7 separate regions of the Mus musculus genome follow, and regions 2, 3, 4, 5, 6 and 7 are each linked to region 1. Evidence: chromatin contacts called from public HiChIP or PLAC-seq and promoter capture Hi-C data. All regions are on one chromosome and are shown on one strand. Each heading gives the region's core, a stretch centred on a gene start, on an enhancer-like site or on the middle of the called end of the contact. The rest is flanking DNA. Distances are from core to core; before and after follow the strand shown. Region 1 holds the start of Adamts17 (a disintegrin-like and metallopeptidase (reprolysin type) with thrombospondin type 1 motif, 17). Region 2 overlaps Mef2a (myocyte enhancer factor 2A). Region 3 holds the start of Lrrk1 (leucine-rich repeat kinase 1). Region 4 holds the start of Aldh1a3 (aldehyde dehydrogenase family 1, subfamily A3). Region 5 overlaps Mef2a (myocyte enhancer factor 2A). Region 6 has its middle 18 kb from the start of Gm33515. Region 7 has its middle 53 kb from the start of 1700112J16Rik.

Region 1 (2,695 bases), core at 64-2,563:
TGAGACTAACCATGGCCTGCCTGGGGTCCCCTCCTAATGTAAGAAGGCTCAAGGGACAGAAGAGAAGTGCTTAGATACCCCATTCCTAGACAGGGAATGAACACTTTAGAGCTTCCCCATAACGTGCAGAAAACATACACACCTGTGCTGATGCTGTCAGAGTGGGAACGACAGGTTCATATTCTTTCCTCTAGGTGAGCTATAGCTAATTTCTCAATGCAACCCCACCTCGGCCAGGTTCAGGACACAACAGAAGCCAGGACAATAACAGGCCTTCCCCTGTGTTCTCTCTCCTAGGAAGGCACAGTCTGAAAGGGCCAAGTGAAGGAGATGGGAAGGTAGGTCTTCTCCCGCCCAGCCCTCCGCGGGACCACCCCAGGAGAAGTAACAGACTGGGCAAGGCAGACCCATAGGGGGCGCGGGCAATACCAGGCCGCCGGCGGCGCCGCAGGCGCTGAGGGAGACGAGGGAGCCCGGGTGGCCCAGGACTCGTCCGGAGTAGAAGCACAGCTCGGCAGGATGTCCGCTGCGCCCCGAGACACCCGCCTCCTCCACCTCGAAGCCTGGGGACAGGAAACGCAGGTCGCGATGCAGCTGCAGGTATAGGTCGCGCCCAAAGGCCGGCAGGTGCAGTAGCAGGGCGCGCTCTCCTTGCCCTGCTCGATGGCCACCTGGAGATGCTCGCGGTCGCCGCCACCGCCGGAGCCCCGCTGCTCCCGGCAGCAACTGCAGGTGCACGTCCTCGGGGCGCAGCCGCCTCGGGAGCACCACCTCCACGTCGGCCGCCGCGTCGCCGACAGCTGCGGGGAGAGAGGACACGCGTCAGCACCAGCCTGGCCACCAGGGCTGCCGGCCGCTCCGGCGCTGACTCGCAAGGCTCCGTGGGTATCGCGCAGCCGTGACCCCGCACTCCCTTCCCTCCCCGAGCCGGGCCTCTCCAAGCTGGCGAAGCCACTCGATCGCACCGGGGGTCAGCTCGCCATCCGCGTGCCGAGAGGGAACCAGAGACCAGTTCTCCGGCCGCGGCCTTCACTCTCCTCCTCAGGGGATGCTGTCAGCGGTCCACCTATGCACCCGGGCGCCGGGATGCTTCGGGAAGGCACCGGGAAGGTGGCCGCGAGAGCTAGGAACGCTACCTGTGCCCGGGTCCAGCCCCCACACCAGCAGCAGCAAGGACAGGACGAGAGGGGGCAGCAGGGTGCCGTCACACATGGTACTTGGGACCAGCAGCCCCCAAGACTGTAGTGATAGAGCAGGGACTCGCGAGGCGGCGAAGCCAACCGGAGTGCAGCCCTGCAGCCTTTGGAAAAAGTAATTAGCGCTGCGGACAAACCCAACATGGTAAATACTAAGCCCCACCTTCTCCTTGGAAAGTAGGCGGTGATTGGGCTTTTGCTTTTCTCTGCCCCGCCTTCCCTGTCCGTATTGGTTAGGGCCGGTCGAAACCAACGTGCGTAGTTAGGTTGTAAGCACTTTCTTACACGTGGTTTCTAGGCAGTAGGTAGGCTGTGACACCAGGTGGCAGGCGCGAGCCGGCTCAGCTGCAGCATCTTGGAGCAGCCAGGAGGACACCAGCCTGGTCTTCAGTTTGTTCACATTTGGGAGATCACCTTTGAGGCTTCCTAGGAAGATAGGCCAGACCAACCAGTTCAGTACAAGAAAAAGAAAATCTCTATGTATTGAAGTGACTCCTATTTTTGATTAGTTTGGGCTGGAAAGACGCAGCCCAGTGTTCCTAGCACACCTGAATTCATGCCTGACTTCTATATCTATGGTGTTTGTCCACACCCCGCAGGCTTCTTGCAGTCTATACTTTCACAGAATCCAAGAAGGTGAGAGCATAATAACACTCCCCTGAAGACTGGGAAACTGAGAAAAAGGAAATGTAAGGAGCCTGCTTAAATTGGACAGCTAGTATCTGTCAGAGCCGTGTCTTGTGTCTGTGATCCTGACTTTAGGTCAGGTGTGTTTAGGGAGGTATATTAGCTGCGCTTTGCATCGCAGGACCCTGGAGAGCTGAGAGGCAGAGCCTGAACTTGAACCCAGCCTTTCACGAACAGAATGAGTGTTCAATTTTCCAGCAGAATCTAGCCAGATATTATCCCTAGCAGACCCCTATGGGTAATCCCATTGGCCTCTTTAAAATTGTCCTACAGATAGCAGGACTGACTGAGCACAGGGATACCACAGCAGTCACAGATGGCTCCTCATCTCTCCCTTTTTGTCTGTTTGCTTGCTTGTTTTCAAAAAGGCCCCTACTCACCCCTCATCACAGGATCCAGACTTCATCACAGGGCTGAATTACCAGAAAGCATCCAGAGACGAGGTAAACACTGGTGAGTTTCCCTAAGTTTGGTGCCCCTGTCCTGGTAAGCTGTCTGCAGCTCTCCACAAAGGCGTATCACAGAATGTGCTGCCGAGCCAGTCTCTGATCTAGTGGCTGTCACTCACCGGTTGGCACCCTCGGGTGACTGGCAGCATGGGTCAGGCTCTGTTGGTGGCTATGAATGAGTAGGGCTTTGCCTCACTTGACCATGAGAATTTGACTGTGACCTCAACCATGTCATGGGAAACAGGAAGAAAAGGAGAAGCCTTAGCCCTGTGTGAGTGTGTGTGTGTGTGTGTGTGTGTGTGTGTGGTCAGACAGCAGCTAGCTATTCTGACAGCCCAGGAATGTTTTTCTTCTGAGAGTTGT
Region 2 (2,695 bases), core at 66-2,565, 500 kb before region 1:
AGAACTCACTAAAGACTGAGTTACTGTGTATTACTACCAAAATAATCAGGAAAATGGTCTCCTTTTGAGGTAAAGGAGGGTTGACTGTTGAGAAAGGTACTGATGTCTTAGGAATACTGATGCTCTTAAGGGTTTGTTTGTTTTTTTAACTTTTTTATTGGTTCCATTTACCCTAATCCCACTCATCTACCTCATCCCCGTACCTGCCCTTTACTTTTGCAATCTTCCCCACAACAGAGAATAAAACAAAAAACAACAACAAAAAAACTCCATCTCGTTGTGGAAGCAATTTCTTTGCTTGCAAATGCTCATTGCAGTGATTTATTGGTCTGGTTTACTCTATTCATACTGGAACCTCAAAGGAACTCTTCTTGTATATTCTTTCTTGCCCTGTGTCATGGAGATCCTCTAGTTTTGGATTTTTAGGACCAGTACTCCAGCATTTAAATTGATAGGATAGATGCTGAGGTGGGCCAATTAAAAGAACCTGAGCTCATCAGCTTGTTGGATCTGCTTCCACAACCTCTGGGCCAGCTCACCAGCACCACCACCCCAACCCCCCTGAAACCAGGATCAGCCCTACTCTGCTGCCCAGGCAAGGTGCGGAGCCTGCTCTTCCAAGTGTTGCAGATAGTGAAGGACATGGCCAATTTTCCCATTCTAATGACCCTGGGGCCAGCTCTCCATGTGCCATAGATCACCAGTGAGGAAGGGGAGGAAAACAGCTTTTCCTCACCTGGCACAGCAGACTAGAGGTCTGGATTTGCCCAATTGTCATACATGTTTTTGGGGTGTTTTAAGCTAGGCTAGGCTAGGCTGGGCTGTGGTCTTCAAAGGTCAGATAAACATTTTTTACTTAGTTTCAATTGATGATGGGATTTTTCAGGATTTAGTCCCTTGTAAGTTGAGTGTTTGTGTTTAGAGAATCCAATATAATTGTGCTTAGTTGCAATAAGTTTTCTAATGATAATAAGTTACTTTGGAATATATTAATAAAAGAAAGAAGTAGGACATTGCCGACTCCTTGCCAGGAGGTCCAGACGAGAGGTCCTGGTCCCACTGGGGTTTCTCCAGGGCTGAGGGGGATGTCGAATGTTGACAGCCCAAAAGAAAGACCGAACTGGGAGTCTTGTAGAAGCAGAAACTTAACTTCATGGCATCAGTCTCTTGTTTATATAAGTTCTGAACATAGGGAGGGGGATTTTTGGTGGGGTAAGATAGCATAGGAGGTGGGGAAGGGTGACAGGGTATGGAGTGACTGACAGGACCAATGGCAAAGCTCTACGTCAGCAATGGTAGGGCAGAGGCAGGGCTAAAAAGTTTTGCTGAGTCACCCGATTCAGAAGTGATTGAGACAGGTCTCAAAATTCGAGCCAGGCTTGGGTTTGTCTTCAAGGCCCAAACCAGGGCCAAAATGGGGCTCAACAGGATATTAACTAAGAGTGATGGTCCATGTCTATAATCCCAGCAGTGGGGCTCAGGAGGGAAGCTCAGATCAGTCTTGGTTATTTAGAAAGCCTGGCACTGCTTAAAACAAAACTGAGTGGAACACCTCTATCCTGAAAACTACAAACCTCTATTGTAGTATGTCACTGAAAGAGATTTTAAAAACATCAGATAGATGCAGTAATATACTACATATGAGCTGGTATTATGGTCAATGTTAAAATTATATCACTTTCAGTGATCAACAGATTCAACACAATTCAAAAAAATCCCAGCTAGCCTCTATGCCCCCATTATATAAGCTCTCAAAAGTGTTTAAAGTGTTTTCATAATTTTTATGTTAATTAAATAGTAATGTAATTTTTAGTATTTACTTATACACAATATGAATCTACTGGCTGGCTACACATGCGTGCATGCACACACATACACACACAGAAAAAGATATCTTAGTTTCCATAAGTCTATGAGCATTATTACTATTGTAAAATTTGCTCCCTGAAGCTTAGATTTAAATACAGGTCCTTTTATGGCAGAACCTGTCCTATTACATACTGCTATATGCATCACATCTTTGATGTTTGAAACAAACAAACATGACTGAAGAACCATTTGTAGAATTTTTTTGTGTAAGACTGTTCTTTCTTATTACATTAACGTTCCCATAGACAGAGAATTATACAGTACCTACTTCATTTTTTTAACAGTGAAAAAAAAAACTGGCTGAGTGATTTAATTGCTTGATTAAAATCACTAATACTAACCAGGCATTTAATCCCAACACTTAGGAGGAAGGAAGAGATAGGCAGATCTCTGGGTTTGAGGTCAGCCTGGTCTGCAAACAAGTTTCAAGGCAGCCAGGGCTACAAGGCTAGCCAGAACTGTGTGGTTGGCCTAGAGGACCTTTATGCCCAAGGGGCATGGGGATAACCAATAAATTAATCATGGGCTCCTTTACTTGGGATTGCTTCTAAAGATCCTGTTTTAAATTGTCTCTTCTTTTTTATATAGTTTCAATCATAATTGTCTTATAAATAAGACAATTTTTATTTCACAATTATACATACATTGAATGAAATGAATATTTTTAAAAGCATAGTGACTGTTTTTCAGTAACCAGAAGTTCATGATACTATAAAGAATCCTGCTAATAAATATTATTAATTATGTTTGTGAGTTGCAAAATGTAGTAATGTCTTCAGTAGGGGTTTTAATTTTCAAAATTTTTACATATTTTACATATTTTATT
Region 3 (2,695 bases), core at 113-2,612, 450 kb after region 1:
TGTAATTGTCTCCTTTGCAAACTTGTGATTAAAACACACCTACTGGGTACAGTTGAATACTGTGATATGGCCATCTCAAAAAAAGCTCATATATGTGTCGAATATTCCAGACCTTTGTTTGCTCGTTTGTTTGTTTTAAATTGGGCACTTTTCTTAACCTATTTCTAAGATTGTTTAAAGTGGAAAATTTCTTGCCACTTAAGCATAGGCAACACAAGTCCTCTTAGTGTGTGTTGGTCCTGGCTCTAGACATGGACTTCCTTTTAGTAACGCTAGGTGGCAGTGATGTATGTATGCCCTGAAGGCGCCACCAAGCCAGGCTCATTCAAACTGCTGACGCCATGCCTTGCAAATTATTAGGGACTTTTCCATAGCAGTCATGTTGCTGGCCTTGCTAATTGGTCTGAGGACCTCGGTGGTGAGGACAGGATTGCAGAACCCCACCTACATTTTTGTAACAGTGTTCGATGGAGGAAAAGAAGAGCGAACGTAGAAGAGCTGCGAGGTTGTGGCCTTGCCAACTAGGGATACAAACTCCAACTCTAAACAAACACTTGAGGTGTTCCCAAAATATCTCAGGCGGCCCACGGCTTCTCAAATTCTGTGAGCTGCCAGTGAGGCGGTCTGTCAATGTTCTTTGCACTTGGTCTCAGGAATATTCATTCTTACCAGTAAGAAGCACTTCGGTCCAGTACTGATTTTCTACCAAGGATTATCTTTTCTCGGGGAAAACGAGCGGAATCCGAAGCTTGCCTGCTGAGTGTATAGCCGCGTTTGGTTATTAACTTCAGTGGAATCAACTGACAACATTCCACCTCATCGCCACAAGCAGCCAGTCAGGGTGGCATGCTCCTGTAATCCCAGCTACTCCGGAGTTCGAAAATCGAAAAATATTCATCAGCTAGTAATATCTTTGCAAACGTCCATAATTTAAGTTAGCGAACTCGTGTGGTGAAAAAGCGCAGTTTACAAAACATCAACTTTTAAAATGTAGTTTCTGCACCGCTCCATAAAGACCTGCACACACATTAATATTCTCGCTCTCTTAATATTTACAGTCACAGTATATGGCCAGCAAACAGGATAAAAATTAATCTGTTACTCGAGCAGGGTAGGAAAGGCACAACCTTGTCACTGTGCCTGTCCGCAGGGAAGGCAGCAAAGCATTCAAATTTGGAGAGGAGTCCACAAAGTTTCAAGACCCAAGCGTCTACCGAGGCACAAGAGCAGTGAGCTTGGTCACCGACATCTTGCAGCTAGGGAAACCGAGGCAGGCCATCCAGGGGAGGTCGGGGCGGCCGACCCTCTGGCACAGCCCTGCTTCCGCGCCACCCGCCCTCTCCGCCCGCCAGGCGGCCGCAGGATTGAGGAAGTGCGTCTGGCCCCCGGCGGCCAGAGCATTGCAGGGCAGAGTACGGTAGGACCGGCAGGCCCCGGCCCTCTGATGTCGCCGATCCGCGGCTTCCAGACCCTGCCGCCGCAGGTAAGTGCTGCTCCGACCCGCGCCCTGTCCGAGGACCCGAGCGAAGCCCGCACCTTAGATCCAAGCTTTGCCCGCACCACCCCGTCCCGCGCCCGGGTCCCCGCGTGCAGCCGCCGTCGCCTGCTTGTGCCCTGCGTCTCGCCTCGCCCCACAGCTCCTCTCCCCAGCTCAGCACCCCGTACCCCGGGCGACCGCGTGCTCCGGACCCCGGCCTGTGTCCGGGACCCGCAGGTCACAGCTCCGGTGGGCGTCTGGAACTCGGGCTGCCCGGGGTCTCTTCGCTGCCTCTCTGGGCTGCGCAGCGACCCTCGCCCCTTGAAGGGTTAAAGCGAGTGCAGAGCTAGAACCCGGGAGCTGGGGCAGCCGAAAACCAGCCTGGGATCGGAGCGGGGCGGGGGCGGGGAGCCGAGTTCAGAAACAAAAGTAGGAAACACTAGGGAGACTACAAAGTTCTTTTGCGTTTGGAAAAAAAAAAAAAAAAAAAAAAGCCTGACTTTTAACTTGGGAGTGGGGGTGGGGTCTAAGCGTGGGAGTTCGTGGGCGCGAGTGGCTGGAGGCAAAGGCCCAGCGAGGCTCTTCCCGCGCGTGCGGGACAGCCGGGTGGTGCTGGATGGTCTGGAGGTCTTCCCCTGCTCCACGCGTGGGGCATGTTTCTCACCCTGTGGTCCCATCACTTTGCCTATGGGCTCTGTTGCTTGGAGCCAGTGGCAGTCCTTAATGGATGAGAACAAGAATTCCTGGAGGGGCAGTAAGAAAGACAGCAATGGAGAGACTCTAGGGATGCTGACAGCCAGTTCAGTCTGGCTTTTAATAGTTTGAGGCCATTACGTTTTTCTCTTACATGATGCTCATCCCTGCAAAAACCGGAGCAGGATAGATAGGGTCTTAAAGGCAAATTCTCTTAGCAAATTCTCACCAAATAACCTATTTTTGATGAGTTGGTCACTCACACTCACATAGCAGCATCAAAGGACCTACGATTTGTACACTTTGAAAAACTTTAGCATTGAATTCTTTCTGTGATTTGGTTTTCATTGTCCTTGCTCATGTTCCAGAAGAATATAGCATACCAACACCTAATTTGTCCTTAGAGGGGCTTTTCTAGTCAGCCAAACGTTTCCTTCCCCCACACCTACAACAGTCTCCTTAATAGTTTGGATATAATTATTATAACTAACTAAATAAACCAGCTAAGGAGATGGCTCAGTATAC
Region 4 (2,695 bases), core at 127-2,626, 410 kb after region 1:
AAGAGCAGGAAAGATGGAGGAAGAATGTTGGTGACCCTAGTGTCAAAGGAAGATTCTCAGAAGCCTGTCAGTCCTTGCTCATTTGGGGGCCCACAGCCCCCCATCCCCACTCTCACCTGCATGCTCAATCCTTAATAGCAGGAGATTGTCTGAGAGGGCACAGCTCAAATAGGGCCTTCTGAAGGTTTACTGCTTATTCCACTATCCAGAAGGATTCCTAGTGACAAGACAGTGAGGAAGGACATGGGGAACAGAAATGGAGGCTGAGTCCTTAGAACAGGCAGAGGGAGGTACCTTACACAGAAGCACATGGCCAAATCTCTCTAAGGACTAAACCCCCTCCTCTGTGGGGAGTTCAAGCCTCACCCCCTGATGCAGCCACCCTACACGTGGGTGAGACACTTCTCCGGGTTTCGGATGAAGCTTAAGTCTTAAGTCCTGGGCTGAAAGAAGCGTTTCCTAAACGAGTTGGACATGCCTTTCCCACAGCCCCTCTTGGCAGTTCTGAGCAACATAAACATTAAGAGCTTTTAGTCTGAAAGCAACTAGCTGCAAAGATCTCATGTTTTGTTTTGGGGATTTTTTTTCCATTTTTTTAAAACGGAAGTTTAATTTGTGCGTTTGAAAAATTAAAATAATTGCCTCCCTAGGGTTGTGCGTACTTATATGAAGGTCACAGGACCATCAGCCGCAAAACTCCATAAGGCTGCGCATAAGAGCTGTCGCTTAGCCTGCTGTCGTGGGTGTGACGGAAGTTTCCTGCCAGCCAGGCTCAGAGTAGACCTCCTCCGCTGGCGGCCCTAGCTTGGGAAGGATGGAGCGCAGGCTTCTGGCAGTTGGACCCCAAATTGAGGCAGCCACGGGTGGTGACCACAAGACGTCTAGATCCTGGGAGGCACAACGCAGGGTCCCGGAGAGAGCGCTCACTCCCGCCGAAGTTTTGGAGAGCCGCTGCGGTGGTCCGGGGACCGCAGGTGCCTCTGACAAAATCTCGAGATTGCCCAGAGAGAGGCCTGTTACTGCGATCGCTACGAGCCGGCTCCCTGCCCTGACGGATGTCCGACCCTTGGGAATTCCCGGCCTTGGTGCCCCCGGCCCCCAAGTTCGCAGAAGGGCAGCCTACTAGGCTGCGGAAGCCCGCGGTGTGGCCGCCCAGCGATGCGCAGACAGAGCTCTCTGGCCGCAGCCTAGGTCGGTCTGGGACCGTCCCGCTCCCGGAGGGGCAGGGACAACAGGAGGGGTAGCAGCGGCGGCCGGGTCCCCTCCTCCTCTCCCGCGCCCGCCCTCCCTTCCTCCGTCCTGCAGCCAATTAGGCGGCCCCCTTGGGCGGGAGGCGTGGGGCGCTGCATAAAGGCGCGGAGCTGTCACCCAGAGCAGGCTGCGCACCGCCCAGGCCAAGCTGGTGCGTCGGGGACACGGACCGGAGAGTGCGAACCAGTTATGGCTACCACCAACGGGGCTGTGGAAAACGGACAGCCGGATGGGAAACCGCCTGCCTTGCCGCGCCCCATCCGCAACTTGGAGGTCAAGTTCACCAAGGTGAGGAGGGTGCGCTGTCGACTCGACGGCCTGGGACTCCTGCGCCGAGCAGCCTGGTAGGGAGAGTGGGGACCAAGATACAACCGTGCTGGGAGTCCGCAGGGAGCTGCCCACACCTGAGCGTCTCTGGTGGGGGCCGGCTCCTTGGAAACTGCACTTTTTTGAGGGGCACCCCAGAATGGAAACCTGCACCTCTGGCTGAACGATCTAAGCCTCAAAGCCAGAAGAGGAGCAGGAGCGATGCAGTGAGTGCAGCGCCCACGGTGCGGGAGTTGCAGCCTGCAGAGCCGCCCCCACCCCCACCCCCAGTGTCCGGGCCACCGCCCACTTTGAGTGCTGGTGCTTTTGGTGAATGGGCATAGGGCGACTTCTTGGTAGAGGGCTTTCTGGGCTGAAGGACCTGGGTTAGGGGGCGGGGGAGGGGGGCTAGAGATACCTGAGCACTCCAGGATGAGTTTGAGGCACACCAGGAACTGCAACTTGGAAGTAAGTCTTCCTGGGCAATGAGAGAAGGGTCTAGTACCCCGTCCGTCCTTCCGTCCGTCCTGTCCATTGTGTTCAGTCTGATCCCAGCTTACCAGGAGAGCAGGGGAGGAAAGATGGACGTCATTGAGGAGTACTCCTCAAGGCCTCTCGATCTGGGCCCAGGGAAGGAGCTGCGGGTTGAACAAGACCATAGGCAGGCCTGGTGGTGTTTGCCCTTTCCTGGGAGGCTGGAACTAGCATAGTGGTGAGCTCACCTGCCCAGAGCTTCAGGGACAATGATGTCTGGGAGCAGAGAAGGCTCAGAGAGGAAGAACAAGTCTAAATTCAGAGATGCGCTGCTCTGACTGCTAGGTGTACTGGCGGGCGTCTGAGGGACCACAGCGCTCCATCGGCTTCAGGTCTGGAAACCTCAACCCCTCTTATTTTCCTGTCTTGTCCACCGAGCTCAACTCCAGCTGACACGATGCTAAGAAGCCGCCTTCATGGGTTTTTATTTTCAAAAGTAGCAATTATCCCTCTTGAATAATTTTAATCAAAAGGTGAAAGTGGCAGGTCGCTATGTGTGGGCTTCAGATTCTGATATGTTGGTACTTAGTCCCCCTGAAGTCGGCCGTGCCGACATATAAATTGCATGACATTTACATGAACTGTTTTCCCAAGGAAGGCTCTG
Region 5 (2,695 bases), core at 62-2,561, 400 kb before region 1:
AAGTGAGCAGCTGAACTATATTTGCCTACTTGTACGCTGAGTGCTTGTTTTGTTGAGTAAATGATCAGTTTATTCATTTGCAGAGAAACCAGTGAGGCTTAGGACACTTCACAAATTGGAAGAAACTTGACTTACTCAAGTGAAATAGGAAATATCAATGAGCAGACTGTTTCTAGCATAGAAGTATTTCATAACCACTTAAAAGGAGAAAACCTGTCTTATTCATTTTTACTGTTTTTAAAGTTTAACAGTTCCCTTCCAGTCTCTTCTTTGTCATATGCAAGGCTTTACCCCACTAAGATAGTTTTATTCATGGGAACACTGTTATTTGCAAATGGTAAACATATATTATTACTCAAAACTATAGCATTTATTAGTAAACACTTACTGTGTCTTATAATGTGTTGGCCACTGGGAAAATAAAACACACAGCAGTTTTCTAACAATAGAGTCTGGTAGTAGACAGGCATGTATACAAACTGTCTGGCCAGATGGGGTAGCTATGCAGGGATTAAATGTATATGTGCACAGTGTTAAACTTGGAAGTGTCTCAGAAGCAATGCTGTGTGTAGGAGAGACCCATGTAAGAGGAGGTGGGATTAAGGGACAGGATGGGGCTTTAAATCATTGGCTAGAGAATTTAAAAGAATTTTCCTTTATTTTGAAAAAGCAACTATAATGTAGAGGCAAGTACTATATGCATCGTTTGATATGTATAGAACCTCTGTAAAGTTGCAAACAGCTACTAGAATCCAAATGCCATGTTTTTCTAAAGAAAGATCTTGTTGCAAGTTCCAACAGTCTTAGTTAACTCTCTTATCCCTCTTATGTGCTGAGTACAGTCGGAGGAAGAGGAATTGGAGTTGGTGAGTGTGGTTTCCTGCTTGAACAGAGTTGAAAAATATATAAATAGTACTAATTATTTTAAATGTTCTTATTTAACCTTTGTTCCTTTGTTACAAAGATATTTTTCTATTTGTTTTCCACTATCCAAACATTTTTTAATCAAGAAATCCACCTACTGGCACTACTGATCCTAGTTATGTTTATGTTTATTGCTGTATATATTGGTCCCTTTTATTTGATGGGTAAAGGAGAAGACATATTGAAGTAACTTGTAAAAACAATAGCTATCCATGAACACAAGATACTTAAGCTTTTTTTGCTAAGGAAGTACACAAAATACCTTATGTGGCTTTCGAAATTATTAAAGTGTTTTTAGAAAATGACTTCACCCTCAGAGTCCCTGAGATCGTAACACAGAATCTTGTGTTATGTTTCTTTCTTTCAAAAAGATTACATCATTTTTGGTGAGGTCACCTTTTTCAGAGTTGATTATCTCATCCTGCATGAGGCAGTCGGAACCACAAGGGGGTTCCCTGTTTACAAAAAGAAGTGGCTGTGATTGAACACACACACATTTGCTTCTTACGAGGAATGTTTGAGTCTTTAAAAGCAGCTCTTACCTGTTTATCCAAAACATATTTTATGTTGTTTTTTTCCTGTGGAAAAAAAACTTGACTAAAAATAACTTACCTCTATGTTGGGAACTAAAACCCAAACTCAACAGATGTCATCATATGCATTCCAAGTCTAATTAGATGACTCCGATTTAAAGGGAATAAAAACTTGTGAGTGTTCCAGTGTTAGCATGGGCAGGGGTTAGGAGTGCATGTGAGCATGGGGTGTAAAGGCACCCACTATTTTCATTTCCTTATGATGACATGTTTATGCATGCTGGTGTGTTTTTAACAGTTTCTTTTCAAATAAGTTTCTTTGTTCTTTATCCTTAAAATAAGAGATGATCTTTTATTTGTTCTGTGCTTGCTCATTTTTGGATTGGTATATGAAATATACTCACTGATTAGCTATAAATGTGATGCTAGATTATACAATGAATATCTTTGGGGGGAAATTCTTGAGTTAAGGATGCCACTAATGGTTGCATTATGGTTCAAACTGAAATAATTCATCTTTTACTAGACCCTGCTCTTTACCCTTAAATTATTGTCCTAAATGCTTTAATTATCTATCACTGTGTTGCCCTCTAGTGGTTCTGAAAGTCACTTACTCACGGAACACACTGCTTGCAGGGATCTAGCTGGTGGGCAGACCAAGTATGGAGGGTCATTATTTCTACAGTCTTTGAAGTCATACCAAGAAGTTGCCATGAAGATGCAACTCTAAAAAGCCCAGAGTAGGGATAGCCTACACAGAACCATCTGAACACTATTTTTACCTAGTTTTATTTGAGACCAGATTAAGTCTCTCCCTCAAAAACTCATTGAAATTGTTGACTCAGTGCTGAGCCTGAACTGTTTCTCCACCTGTCATACCAATGTGTGACACTGTGTGACTTTGCCTTCCTTAAAATGACACTTAACTGCAGAATCTCAGAGATAGTTTCTGAGTGTGTTGAAATGTAGAAATCATGAAGATAAGAAAGATCGCTAAAAAGTGTAGTCAATCACACTCTTTACAACTTCATAAACACCCATGGAAGGAGTTACAGAGACAAAGTTTGGAGCTGAGACGGAAGGAAGGAAGGAGCATCCAGAGACTGCGACTGCCCCACCCGGGGCATCCATACCATAATCAGCCACCAAATGCAGACACTATTGCATATGCCAGCAAGATTTTGCTGACATGACCCTAATATAGCTGTCTCTTGTGAGGCTATGCCAGTGCCTGGCAA
Region 6 (2,695 bases), core at 129-2,628, 390 kb after region 1:
GAGGATGGGGTGGAGCGAACTAGCTCCTAAGGAAGGAGCTGGTCCGCTGTGAACAGGCGCTGGACAGGTGCTTATGGGGTAACCCACTGCCCACTCAGAGTGAGGGGTGTGGCTGAGCCATCCACTCCTGTAAGGCTTTCACCCATGTATGCACAGAGAAGGGACAAAGGAGGCTTCCTAGGAGCCAAGCTGCCTCCAGACTCCTCTGCCTGTCTCAGCCCCATAAGGTAATGCTGCCGGCAGCACCTGATTGGATCCACTAAGTCACAGAAACCCATCTACTTTGGCCAAAGGTCCACATGCTCTTTTTAAAATTTTATCTCCATCGTCATCATCGTTGTCGTCATCCTCATTGTCATTATTATTATTGTTATTGATTTCTCATTCTTGATTGAAAAGTAACAAGGCCATTTGAGGGAATCCACCACTCTTTGCCCAGCATCCTCAAACTTCTCCCAACAAGAGATCACACCTTCTGTGTACCCTGCCTGTTTGGGGCAGTGCTGCCCTCTTCTCCTTATATGCAGATGCTCACATCCTGGGAGATGCCTTCAGACTCAGCTGCCCAGACATCTCCCCCATCCCTCGTTCTACAAATACTGGCATTGAAATTGAAAACAGACCACACTCTCCCTGGACAACTTGTGTTTTCTTCTTCTTGTTTCTTTCCCCTCCCTTCCTTTCCAATTTTCTTTCCTTTGGGGATGGGAGTAGAACTCAAACTCCGTTAATTAGATACCTCAGCACTGACAACTTTTCTAACGGACCAAAGGAGTGGTTCTCAGACACATATCAGATATCCGGCAAATCAGATATTTACATCACGATTCATAACAGTGGTGAAAGGACAGTTACGAAGTAGTAACAAAAATAATTTTGTGTCTGGGGGGAGTCACCACAACTTGAAGAACTGAACTAAAGGGTTGCACCCTGAGGAAAGTTGAGAACCAATGCAGTGCCAGTTTTTAAATTTAATAAACACCACCCCACCACCTCCAGCAGAGACTCTTCCACAGCAGCTGGGTGGGCTCTTCTCCCTGAGACTCCATCGCTTCATTTGGGCCATCTTCCTATGGAGCTGTCTCTCAGGGCTTCTGTGATGCCCCCTCCGTTGCCGGCCACATTGGTTAACACCTCCATCCCAGTTGTGCCAGGGTGGTCAGAAGCTCTTGAGCCCTCAAGTGTCATCCACAATCTGAGGTTACAGGATAGTGGCTTGTCAGCTTGCTGTAGCACAGAACTGACAAGTTGGTATGTATTTAGCTTCTGAGGAGTTCAGCTAAAATTTTCTTCACCTTCTACACAAAGGGCAGGGTTCAGTCTACCAGGAAGAGATCCTGGTTCTAACAGGCCACACCCTGCAGTGGTAAATTTCCGAAGCTAGTGTCTGCCTCACCCTCTTTCTCCCTCCTCCCTCTGGAAAATAGCAACTGCTACATCATGAATACCTTCAGGCTCCACAGTAGACAAACCCCCACACAGTAAGGAATTTTGAAGCCTCCTGCCAATAGCCCTGTGGGTACGTCTTCTTGGAAGCAGCCTACCCAGCCCTAGTCAAGCCTTCTAATGCCCACAGCCCTGGCCACATCTTGTGTTCAACTTCACGAGAAAGCATGAGCTTTCTCAAGATCTAAGCTTCTGCCGAAGTCCTGAGTGAGACAAGAAATGGTTAAGGTTTTCTGCCTCTGCACTGTGGGGCTATTTGTTACACAGCATTAGCTTACAAACAGCTCATTAGCACTAGTCACTAGTATTAGTACAGTCCAAATAGTTCTGGTTCTAGCTTTAAGAATCAGGACAGAATTGTTTATCTCTCCTTGCTGAAAGTTAACTAAGTATATGCAAATTCTTGGCTAATGAAAGGGACCCAAACCATTTATGTGTCACCTCGATGAGAGCATTTCAAGAGCCAGTAGAGTGTCACCAACTCTCTCCCTCTATCAAAGCATGGGGAGTGATATCAATAGTGTGGTATGGTTCTACCCACTGTGGACCACGAGGAGAGGACATAGAGAGCTAGTTGACCCACCATGGACAGCAGAATAAATAAACTATTGGGGCTTTCCACATCTCTGCTATAGCTGCTTGTTACTGCAGAACACCCTCCCCTGCCCTGCCCTGACTGATGTAGACAAAGAGGTGCACGGATCTTATTCTCACCACCCTCTGCTTTTTACATCCTTTGGGCCCAGCCAAGCCAGAGTCTCCTTGGAGTTCAGAATAAAACCTTGAGTTTATGATCTTGATTCTGCATAGGAAGTCTCGCCCACTCATGCCCAGTGCAGGTAACAATAACTGTGGAGTCTGGTTAGGCAGAGCATTAAGGGCTTGGCCCAGTCACCGTGGCTCTGTCGGTGGGACGCCGTGGATGGCAGAAGCTTGCGAGTCAGTGACGGGAGTGGAAGGTGTTCAGAAGTAGCCCCTGTGACCCATCCCTTGCTTGCTTTTCCAGAACCATAGAGCATTGGGGGAAATTACTGTCTGGCCACCCAGAAAACAAAGACTGCTAGGAATTGTTTTCTTTTCTTTTCTTTCTAGACCAGTCCACAGTTCCCCAAGGAGCCGCTGTGGTTTTGAGCTTCCTTTGGCCTCCTCCGATCTCCAGCACTCACACCCACCCCTTTCCTCCCAGCCCCTCAACTGTCTGTCTGCATCCCCTTGCCCACGACTCTCTCTCCTCCCCTAGCTCTTCAAC
Region 7 (2,695 bases), core at 119-2,618, 330 kb before region 1:
TCTCCTTGTGCATCTCTGTGCTTTCTCGGCGAGGGGGCGGGGGGTACTGTCTTTCCTCAGTAACACAAAAATGCTCTCTTTGTTCTTAATGTCTGAAGTTTCACTATGATGTGTAGCCTTTATTTACCTTTATTTATTATTTTTCCTATAGCAATGTGGCCCTTTATCTATGTTTATATTTTCAATAGAGCTGCAGTCCTAAAGATATTAAATGGAAAATTCTAGAAACAGACCATTCATAAGTTCTAAGCTGTGCCCTGTTCTAAGGGGCACAATAAAGCACCCCACTTCTCTGCCTCGCTTAGGATGGGAACCACCCCTTGGTCTGGTGTATCCAGACAGCATATGCTATTGCCAGCTAATCACCTAATAGCCACCCAGGTTATTAGATAGACTGTGGTTTGTCCCTGTGCTTATATGGAGGCCATCTCTGTTTTAATTGCCAGCCCTCAAACAAAGCCATAGTGTTGTTAGCAATTCAGATATGCTGAAAAGGAACCAACATGGGCTTTCTTTGAGTAAACATATCCTCAACTGTGGGGAAAAAATTATATGCTAAGGTTGATAGAGTATTATAATTATTCTATTTTTATTGTTTCTTTTCTTCCTGTGTCTAATTTAAAATTAAGCTTAATCACAGATTAGCCTATGCAGGACTGGGACACAGTTTGAATAGGGTTTAGCAGTACACTCAGCTTCAGGCTTCCCTGGAAGGATCGGACATGACTCCCCCCGACCCCCAGGAACTGCAGTGTCTGGAGCTGTGCCTTTTGATGTAAGGATGTCTGTCTTAGGCCATTGTGTCTTCAGGCAGCTCCTCTCTGCCATGTTCTTTATTCCGGCCTCTGGAGAGACTATTAGAGAGAAGCTTTCAAAATATCTCTGCTCTTACTTATCTGTATTTTCATTTTTGAAAATTCATCTGTCCCTATGTGCTCTCTTCTGGGTAAAGTTCTTCAGTATTATCTCTCACGTCCTGAATCCTCTGTTTGATTCCTTTCGCTCTGGATTTCATCCGCTATTTTGACTTTTGTGTTTTACTAACTTTGCTTGTCAATTCTGTCTTTTCTTCTTAGATCTTTTTTTTTCTTCTCTCCTTGATCTTTCACATATTTCCCGTTCTTTTAAAATGTGCGTTCCCCTTTATCTCTTTGAACACCCCAAAATAGCCACATGAAAGCCAAGCCCACAAGTGCACCTGGCTGTGTGCAGACAGGCTGTGTCTATCTATCATGACCTCTAGGTAGATCTTCAGAGAAAGACCAGGCAGGCTCTTCACTGTGCCTGGTGGTCACTATGTCTGTGAAGCACAGACAGTGTCACTATGTGGTGCGATGTCAGAGGTACAGAGTTCATCTGAGGCCATTTGCGAGGGAGGCAGTCAAACTCAGAGAAATTGGCTTTGGCGAGTCAGATCAGAAGGGCAGCAGATCTGATTTCTCCGTGGGCAAAGGTTTGTTTATTTTGAGCTCAGAGCCAACCACCCTATTAGTTTTGAACAGACTTAAATATTTTTCCACATTTGGGCAGAGCTTCTTACTTGCCAGGAGAAGGGTACAATAAACATATTGTTATGACTATCTGTCCCAGGATGGGCTGGGCATTATTCATCTTTTGTCCCTCCACCCTGCATCTATTACACTGCTCAATAAAAGTTTATTGATTTGCATTGTAAAACGGGTAGTTAAAATATGAGTCATAGTGGCAATAAATTTTATATAGCATAACTTGTATCTTCAGATGGGTGTTGCAGCTCTCTTGGGAGCCTCTTGCCTTAACTGAGCATATGATTACCGCTTCAGTTGATGCGGAGACCCTGTTAAAATCATCCCAGGGCCATTAGGTAAGTCACAGTAGATTATTCCATGTCAGCTCTGTGGTACTTTGCATTGTGCATGTGTATGTGTGCGTGGAGGTATATTTACAGAACGCAGTTGCGAATTTATGATGTAATATGTGTATATGATCTGTTTGCTTTACAAAAGAAAATATTAGCAAAGACTATTAGCACATCAAACCAACCCCACTGTAACATCACCGCTTCCGTGAACTCTTCCCTCTTCCGAGTCCATCTAATAAAATGGCATTTGGTTTCCACTGAGCTTTCAAAGCCTGTCAGTGTTTGATAGGTCGGCAGTTATAATTGTATGTTGACTTTGTGATGTTCTCTGTTAACGCTGTGCTAATACATAACGATCCTTGGACAGGACTTCCAGGACTGCTGGTTTTATAACTATCAGCTGGCATGTTAAAATTAACTGCAGTGGCAAAGAAAGCCAATTGCAGGAGATACATCCTTAGCTGAATGTGCGATTGGCACACACAGTAGTGAGCTGGAAGCGAGTGCTCGCTCAGAGACTCTAAAACTTCTAAGGAACAGTGGGTTTGCAAGGGTCCTGGGTGAACGGCTGCCGTGCCTTTTCAGAAAAGGGGTTTTGGCATTGTAAAGATATGGAGGAACACAGCCCCTGGTGCAGCCCCACTTCCTGGAGACCAGTGGATGGGTTTTCATCTTAATGGAGCTGGCTCAGGGTTGTGTGGTCCTCTGAGTTGGAGAGGAAGGGAAAGAAAGGAGAGATGATGGGGAGAGAGGGAGTAACAGGACACGGAAAAGGATAGAAAGGGCATAACTAGCAAGCACTTGAGAGAGAATGGGATGAGGGTAGTGAGAAGGAACTTGTGGGAAACTGAGTCA

The links. Promoter capture Hi-C pulls out the DNA fragments that hold promoters and counts their contacts. HiChIP or PLAC-seq counts read pairs in DNA pulled down with a chosen protein or histone mark.
Region 2: a contact with region 1 is called in a promoter capture Hi-C map of embryonic stem cells, with 2.7 times the contacts expected there. The contact joins the enhancer-like site here to the promoter of Adamts17 in region 1. A contact is called at or near these places in 5 of 39 promoter capture datasets (embryonic stem cells, hippocampal neurons, liver and 2 more), 2 of 484 Hi-C or Micro-C datasets (DN3 thymocytes and granulocyte-monocyte progenitors) and 1 of 115 datasets of contacts at active chromatin or transcription factors (astrocytes).
Region 3: a contact with region 1 is called in a promoter capture Hi-C map of embryonic stem cells. The contact joins the promoter of Lrrk1 here to the promoter of Adamts17 in region 1. A contact is called at or near these places in 8 of 39 promoter capture datasets (the 3T3-L1 cell line, 3T3-L1-derived adipocytes, embryonic stem cells and 3 more), 1 of 15 datasets of contacts at CTCF or cohesin (embryonic stem cells), 1 of 484 Hi-C or Micro-C datasets (embryonic stem cells), 1 of 115 datasets of contacts at active chromatin or transcription factors (microglia) and 2 of 9 other capture datasets (embryonic stem cells and pancreatic islet).
Region 4: a contact with region 1 is called in a promoter capture Hi-C map of embryonic stem cells, with 2.8 times the contacts expected there. The contact joins the promoter of Aldh1a3 here to the promoter of Adamts17 in region 1. A contact is called at or near these places in 11 of 39 promoter capture datasets (the 3T3-L1 cell line, embryonic stem cells, hippocampal neurons and 5 more), 21 of 484 Hi-C or Micro-C datasets (the C2C12 cell line, the HL-1 cell line, the N1E-115 cell line and 13 more), 2 of 115 datasets of contacts at active chromatin or transcription factors (embryonic midbrain and stem cell-derived neural progenitor cells) and 2 of 9 other capture datasets (adipose tissue and pancreatic islet).
Region 5: an H3K27ac HiChIP or PLAC-seq map of microglia shows a contact between it and region 1, with 5 times the contacts expected there. The contact joins the enhancer-like site here to the promoter of Adamts17 in region 1. A contact is called at or near these places in 6 of 39 promoter capture datasets (cranial neural crest, embryonic stem cells, liver and 1 more), 1 of 484 Hi-C or Micro-C datasets (pro-B cells) and 12 of 115 datasets of contacts at active chromatin or transcription factors (SST interneurons, astrocytes, bone marrow-derived macrophages and 8 more).
Region 6: a FOXA1 HiChIP or PLAC-seq map of pancreatic cancer cells shows a contact between it and region 1. The contact joins the enhancer-like site here to the promoter of Adamts17 in region 1. A contact is called at or near these places in 10 of 39 promoter capture datasets (the 3T3-L1 cell line, embryonic stem cells, hippocampal neurons and 5 more), 5 of 484 Hi-C or Micro-C datasets (embryonic fibroblasts, liver, muscle stem cells and 2 more), 2 of 115 datasets of contacts at active chromatin or transcription factors (embryonic stem cells and pancreatic cancer cells) and 1 of 9 other capture datasets (adipose tissue).
Region 7: a contact with region 1 is called in a promoter capture Hi-C map of liver. The contact joins the enhancer-like site here to the promoter of Adamts17 in region 1. A contact is called at or near these places in 18 of 39 promoter capture datasets (the 3T3-L1 cell line, the C10 cell line, the HPC-7 cell line and 13 more), 3 of 484 Hi-C or Micro-C datasets (the C3H10T1/2 cell line, embryonic stem cells and liver), 9 of 115 datasets of contacts at active chromatin or transcription factors (VIP interneurons, astrocytes, craniofacial prominence and 6 more) and 3 of 9 other capture datasets (adipose tissue, embryonic stem cells and liver).

Annotation. Positions count from the first base shown.
Region 1 is chr7:66,838,353-66,841,047 of GRCm38.p6, reverse strand. Adamts17 (a disintegrin-like and metallopeptidase (reprolysin type) with thrombospondin type 1 motif, 17) reads right to left here and starts at 1,313. Exons shown (of 23, transcript NM_001033877.4): 1 at 1,137-1,313; 2 at 430-800. The coding sequence starts at 1,212. Gm33627 (a long non-coding RNA gene) reads left to right here and starts at 1,257. Exons shown (of 4, transcript XR_391554.2): 1 at 1,257-1,341; 2 at 2,252-2,336.
Region 2 is chr7:67,340,886-67,343,580 of GRCm38.p6, reverse strand. All of the region lies in intron 2 of Mef2a (myocyte enhancer factor 2A), which reads left to right. Among named protein-coding and RNA genes, the nearest start is that of Mef2a, 31 kb to the left of the region's middle. Within about 2 kb of position 1,315, at least 18 of the 459 cell types and tissues checked have an H3K27ac peak or open chromatin away from gene starts, as enhancers often do. A contact at or near this core is called in embryonic stem cells, where this site is marked.
Region 3 is chr7:66,387,008-66,389,702 of GRCm38.p6, reverse strand. Lrrk1 (leucine-rich repeat kinase 1) reads left to right here and starts at 1,362. Exons shown (of 34, transcript NM_146191.3): 1 at 1,362-1,483.
Region 4 is chr7:66,426,158-66,428,852 of GRCm38.p6, reverse strand. It overlaps Aldh1a3 (aldehyde dehydrogenase family 1, subfamily A3), which reads left to right and starts at 1,376. Exons shown (of 13, transcript NM_053080.3): 1 at 1,376-1,539. The coding sequence starts at 1,441. Gm33515 (a long non-coding RNA gene) reads right to left here and starts at 206. Exons shown (of 3, transcript XR_391552.2): 1 at 117-206.
Region 5 is chr7:67,242,692-67,245,386 of GRCm38.p6, reverse strand. All of the region lies in intron 8 of Mef2a (myocyte enhancer factor 2A), which reads left to right. Among named protein-coding and RNA genes, the nearest start is that of Lysmd4, 21 kb to the right of the region's middle. Within about 2 kb of position 1,311, at least 83 of the 459 cell types and tissues checked have an H3K27ac peak or open chromatin away from gene starts, as enhancers often do. A contact at or near this core is called in SST interneurons, bone marrow-derived macrophages, forebrain and 2 more, where this site is marked.
Region 6 is chr7:66,445,799-66,448,493 of GRCm38.p6, reverse strand. No RefSeq gene overlaps it. Among named protein-coding and RNA genes, the nearest start is that of Gm33515, 18 kb to the right of the region's middle. Within about 2 kb of position 1,378, at least 25 of the 459 cell types and tissues checked have an H3K27ac peak or open chromatin away from gene starts, as enhancers often do. A contact at or near this core is called in embryonic fibroblasts, pancreatic cancer cells and trophoblast stem cells, where this site is marked.
Region 7 is chr7:67,167,949-67,170,643 of GRCm38.p6, reverse strand. No RefSeq gene overlaps it. Among named protein-coding and RNA genes, the nearest start is that of 1700112J16Rik, 53 kb to the left of the region's middle. Within about 2 kb of position 1,368, at least 22 of the 459 cell types and tissues checked have an H3K27ac peak or open chromatin away from gene starts, as enhancers often do. A contact at or near this core is called in liver, where this site is marked.